2 separate regions of the Mus musculus genome follow, and region 2 is linked to region 1. A link is a contact called in public capture Hi-C data. All regions are on one chromosome and are shown on one strand. The core of a region is the stretch at or near the end of the contact, and the rest is flanking DNA. Distances in the headings are between cores, read along the strand shown.

Region 1 (2,838 bases), core at 181-2,680:
GCTTGAAAGGCCATATGTGGGTACTCCCAAGGAAGGTCCCATCTGAGCTCAGCTTCTAGCCATTCCATCAAGAAACCAGACAGTTGGCTGGGTGTGCTGGCCCATTCCTTTAACCCTAGCATTTAGGAAACTGAATCAGTGGATTTCTGTGTGTTTGAGGCCAGCCTGGTCTACATTGTGAATTCCAGGGCATCAGGGCTATGTGGAGAAACCTTGTCTTTTAAAAAAGGAAAAGCCAGGTGGTGGTGGTGGTTGTTGCTGTGATGGTGGTGGTGCACGCTTTTAATCCCAGTACTGGGGAAACAGAGGCAGGCAGATCTCTGAGTTCACAGCCAACCTGGTCTATAGAGTGAGTTCCAGGACAGCCAGGGCTATATTGAGAGGTCCTGTCTTAAAAATAAGAAAAGAAATCAGACATGTGAGGGAAGCCATAGAGGGTCCTCTACACCATTCTGTCCAGTGTCAAACACCTTTTATATGGAATGGAACAATGCAATAGCTGAGTCCTGTCTGGACTCCTTACAAACAAAATTGTGAAATACAGTAGATATTTGAGTAATTTTTTAAGCCACCAAGTTTGTTCTAGGATAGTTTGTGGTAGGATAGAGACCACTAGAATTTTACTGGAAAGAAATCTAGACGCACAAACATCCAGCTGGGAGAGACCTAGAGTTCTCTGGTTTGCACACTATAATTCTGAATCTTGGGGTTGGTGACAGCATGCTGTAGTAGAGGCCCTGGGTTCCACCCGCAGATCTAAACACTGTCAGAGACATCTAAAAGTTGGCCGTGAAATGCAGCAGGTGCGTAAGCCCTTTAACTTCTGCTTTTCCTTTCCTGCCCATGATGACAGGCTGGCTGCATTGCTCTTTCCTGGATAACCCTGTTGGAGCCGTGCCTAAAGCTGTACATATAGATGTCTGCTCACTCGTATCATAGAGGTGAAGCTGCTCCGAGAATCTGGAGTTGGTGTCCGTCTGCCTTTCCCATGGCCAGGGAGAGCTCTCTGAGGTTGGACCTACATTTTCCTTTCGACTTGCCTCTCCCCATTCCTTCTAGCAGGCCTGCAATGGAGAATCCCCCATCCAACCCAGGAAGGACAGTCACTCTGTGTAGGGAGAGCTCTAAGCATCCTACCTAAACGCTAAGGCATGGGAGCCATGCATGGATCCTATGAGCCCGCACGACCCCATCACCATCAGCCCACACAGGGCCCCCTGCCCTGAGGAATGCCCACTTTCATGTTTTGCTCTTCATGTTTTGAATGCCCCGATTTTGTTTTGAAGAGGGGGTTGGGCTTTTTTTTTTTTTTGTATTGGATTCTGAAAATCATGTAGCTGATCTTGTCCAAGGCTCATATTAGGTTTGCCAAGACGAGGGTGTTTGGCTGGGTCATTGTCACAGCCTACAGACTCACAGAGGACTGGGTGGAGTAGGGTGGGGTGGGGTGGGGACAAACCACATTTAAAACTGAATGTAGAATTCCTTCGCTCTGCTGGCCAGTCCTTAGGACAGATCCTCCCATAATTAACAACATGGTCTTCTCTGGCAGGACGAAGTGGGTGTCAGGGATGCGTGTCTAGGAGCAGAACTGGAGGTATACGGTGTAGCTAGGGCCAAAACAACAAATCCAGAATGTGCTGACTCTGTAACCATTCCTCACTTGGAACCAAGCTGGGGAAGCGCCCCACCCCCACCCCTCAATGGCTGGTTTTTCTACAGGGGAGATGAAAGTTGGCCTTGTCCGGTAGCACAGCTTCTCTGCCCCGGAAGCCATGAGGAGCAGAAGCCCTATGCTGAGTCTCCATAAGGGCAGAGGGGGCCCAGACTCACAGTCCCCTTGAGAGCAGAGGTCGATCCCACTTTGCCTAGGTTGTTACACGCTTGGTTATCATTCTGAAAACTTCTCTGCCTGCTGTGGGCTTGCCAGCTCACATATCCGTCTCCATTCAAAACACAGCTGCTTCTTTTGCCTGCCAGCTGTGTCTCAAAAAAATCAACAAAGCCAGGTCGGTGGGGGCTGAGCGCACGCGTGTTTCTTTGCCCCCTTTTGCTATTGCTTTGTTGGCTTACAGCTGTCATTTTCCAGTCATGGTCCCTAAACTTGTGGCATCAGCACCACCTGATGAATGAACACAAATGATGATTCTGGGGACTCCAGCCCAATTCTACTGAATCTAAAACCCGGGGGGTGGAACCCTGCACTTTCCCAAGCCTTCTAGGTGGCCCTAATAATCAAGGCGGTTCGAGAACTAGTCTCCTGCAGCAAAAAACAGGGTCCTCTTTTTACTCCCCACGCCGTGCTCCCCCCCCCCCCCGCCCCCAGCGGTTGAGCTGATACTTGTGTGGTGGGTAGGTGGGTTATAGTTTTGAAAGGGAAAGAAAGAATAACCGTGTGTATGGACCACAACCCTCAGTCACACACAGACACAAAAACACCCCCCCGCCCCCATACACATAAGGATGTGTCAAAACCTGTCTCACTCCGCGTTCCTCCTCCGTTTAACATCTGTTTGGCACACTTTGGGTTGTTTGAACAAGAGAATCAGTGTCGGAATGAACTTGCTTGCAGGGTGTCTGGAAGGCAGGTGCAGCCTGCTACTTTTAATGCAAGCTGAGAACAAACGCAGCATAGTGAGCTCAAATCAGCCTTCTGCTGTTAGAGGCAGGGCTGGGATTTATGTTTTGCTGGCCCTGGGCCCCCTAATGGGCTGCCTTACCTTGGGGTCTTAATTAGAAGCAGCAGTGGCCCTGGGGCCTGCTGGGTTTCTATTTGATGTGACTGCTTAAAAGCCCTGAGATGGAAACCAGGCCTTTTGTTATTTCACGGGTTCTGAA
Region 2 (2,869 bases), core at 8-2,507, 520 kb after region 1:
GTCAGACTGGCAGCTTGGCAGACAGCATGAACCCTTACCCACTAAGCCATCCTGATACTCCCTCCTCCCATTTTGTTTGTTTATTTGAGACAGATCTTATGCATTCCAGGCTGGTTTTGAACACATTGTTCAGCTCAAAAGATCTTAAATTTCTAATCATCACACTCTCCCCTCAGAAGTTCTGGGATTGCAAAGCTTGTACCACTATTCGTGGCTTATGCAGCTCTTGGGATGAAACCCAGGGCTCCATGCAAGTACATTTTCCAAACTGAGCTGTATCCCTAGCCCCAAGATATCAAATAGGGATGTAAAATGTCAACATCCCCAAAATTACTCATTTTATGGCAAACTATTTTTATATATAAATACATACTGCTGGCTTTGGTGGAAAGCATGTGGACAAGAGAATGAACATAACAAAGAATTTATTCATATACAAAGTCACTTTTAGATGGGAAAGAACAGTTATGAAAGCCAATGAACTTTGACTGAGAAGTGACAAAGGGATGGAGCCTCATCAGTATTGTGGGGTGAACGGAGAAGTAAGATCTGAGCTGGAAGAACTCTCTCTGGCTTCAAAGAGAATACAAAATGAGTTGCTCTCCTGGCCGCTTTTATTTAAGCTTATGCATTTGAATAAATAATATATCCTCAATAATAAATTTAGGAAAAAGTTCTCAAAAACTATAAAGTGCAAAATGGTAAACCTGGATGCTCTTTCCATTCTCTTTATATTTTCTAACTGGCCAATTTCACTATTTGATAACTTGATACAAGTATACAATGCGTTCTGGGTTTCCCTTCACTCTCTATCTTGCTCCCAAGTCTGTCAAGTTCCTCTCCTCATACCCAACCTGTCTCCTTTTCTTGCTTCATGACTTTGGGGGTTGTGTCTAATTTAACCAGGGTCACCTGTGTAACATTTGTGTTAGTTTATTGATGCTGGGCTCATCAGTAGGTGCTAAAGACAATTCCCTTTCTCCTTGAATCTTGCTTCGGTGTTCCTCCTCCATCCGTCTGTAACTTGTGGCACACCATTTTTTGCGCAGGCCCCATGTAACCTCCCCAGCCTCGAAGCAGGCTGATCTAGACTTTGACCTTGCTGCCACTAAGGAGATTACCTAGGGTGGAGCCTTCCAACCTAGATGGCTCTATTGTTCTGTCACCTGCCACTGCTTTCCTCCAAGGCACTGCAACCTGCTGAGAGGCCCCTGAGATATTCCGGAGGAACTCTCCTACACATCGCCTACAGGCTGGCTCCAGACACCAAGAATGGACTGGCGGGGGATGGGCCTCCCCCTTATAAGCACACTCTCTTAGTATACTCAGAGCCTTGAACAGGGAATCATCTTGACTTCATTATCTCTCTCGCTGTAAAAGTATTTTTTAGCCCCAGCCTGCCTCCCAGGTGTATCCGGTTCAAGAAGGCCACGGGCCGGCATTGCAACAGCAGCATCCTCAGCTGCTGTAAGTTTGTGAGTGATTTCAGTGAATGTCTTTCCAAGAAGGTGACATGTCCACCCGCTCTTCTTAGTTTCTAGATCTTGCGTTCTTTCCATGCCTTCATTACAATATTCTGACCCGCGCAGAGAGGATGGTATAGATGATTTGTTTGGATCCTAGCACTCACGCAGTGCCCTGCGTAGCCACGAGTCTCCGCATTCACCATTTTATGCCCGAGAGAGAGGGTGAGAATATTAGTTATCTATGGGTATCAACATAGATATTTAGATGCTAGGTCAATTTGGCAAACTGATAGTGTGATGGTTTGAATGTGAATGTCCCCATAGACTTAGTTATTTGAACACTTGTCCCCTAGCTGGTGGCACTGTTTGGCGGAAGTTATGGAGAGATGTGGCTTTGATCGAGGGAGTACATCACTAGGGGTGGGCTTTGAGAGTTTATAACCTCAAGTTATAAAGTTTATAACGTTTGAGAGTTTAAACCTTTCCTGTTTGCTCTCTGCTTCATGTTTATGGTTGAAGATGTGATCTCTCAGCATATTGATCCAGTTGCCTATAGCCATTATCTACTTTTCCTCTGAAATCATAAGCGAAATTAACATATTCTGTAAATCACCATGATCCTGGTTCTTCATCACTAGAACAGAGAAGTAATGAGTGCATATTGTGTTTGGTTCTCTCTGGGGCCTGTGTGTTTCCTCCGTCGGTCTGTGATCAGTGGAAACTCCTAGTGACCTTTTCTTTACTTTGGAGGAGTTCAAGGAATTCATGAACATTTCAGCAAGAAAAGAAGAAACAGCAATCTTCCATGGCTGGACACTATATATTCTGTATCTTTTCAACATTTTATCTCACACAACTTGAACATGTGTCATTTCAGTATGAACAGAGATATCTCACTAAACAAGATTCCAGAGTATTCTCTGCTATGTATGGTCTTATGTTAGTTGTTCCTCAGGCTTTGCGGTTAGATTTTAATAGTTTGGGGTTGGTTTTAATCTTTTGTATTTTTAAGGGGGATATGTTCGCTTCTTTACAGTCACATTTTCTTTTTCAACAATAAGGATATTTATGGAAATATTCATTTCTATCTAGGCTTTTTCATCAAAAAGTGTACATAATGTACCTTAATTGGTAATCATTTCTAAACTACCTGGAATTCAGTTTTGATTAGCTTTTTTCTTTGAGTGAAAGGTTCCTGGCATATTCTGATAGAGCAGTGAACATGTCTGGCAGTGTTCCATATGGTATTATCCAGTATCATGACCCCAATCTTAGTGAGTATGAAAGTGCCTTGCTGGGTCCACACAATAAAAGATTCCCCCAGGACCACATTTCTGAATCCTGATTCTAAGCAACAATCACTGTAGTTTAAAATCTTTTTATTTAAAAATATTTCATTTATG

The links. Capture Hi-C pulls out chosen DNA fragments and counts their contacts.
Region 2: a contact with region 1 is called in a capture Hi-C map of embryonic stem cells, with 2.7 times the contacts expected there. The contact joins two enhancer-like sites. A contact is called at or near these places in 1 of 115 datasets of contacts at active chromatin or transcription factors (embryonic stem cells) and 1 of 9 other capture datasets (embryonic stem cells).

Annotation. Positions count from the first base shown.
Region 1 is chr6:35,352,226-35,355,063 of GRCm38.p6, forward strand. No RefSeq gene overlaps it. Among named protein-coding and RNA genes, the nearest start is that of 1700065J11Rik, 23 kb to the left of the region's middle. Within about 2 kb of position 1,431, at least 46 of the 459 cell types and tissues checked have an H3K27ac peak or open chromatin away from gene starts, as enhancers often do. A contact at or near this core is called in embryonic stem cells, where this site is marked.
Region 2 is chr6:35,870,379-35,873,247 of GRCm38.p6, forward strand. No RefSeq gene overlaps it. Among named protein-coding and RNA genes, the nearest start is that of Gm23273, 100 kb to the right of the region's middle. Within about 2 kb of position 1,258, at least 6 of the 459 cell types and tissues checked have an H3K27ac peak or open chromatin away from gene starts, as enhancers often do. A contact at or near this core is called in embryonic stem cells, where this site is marked.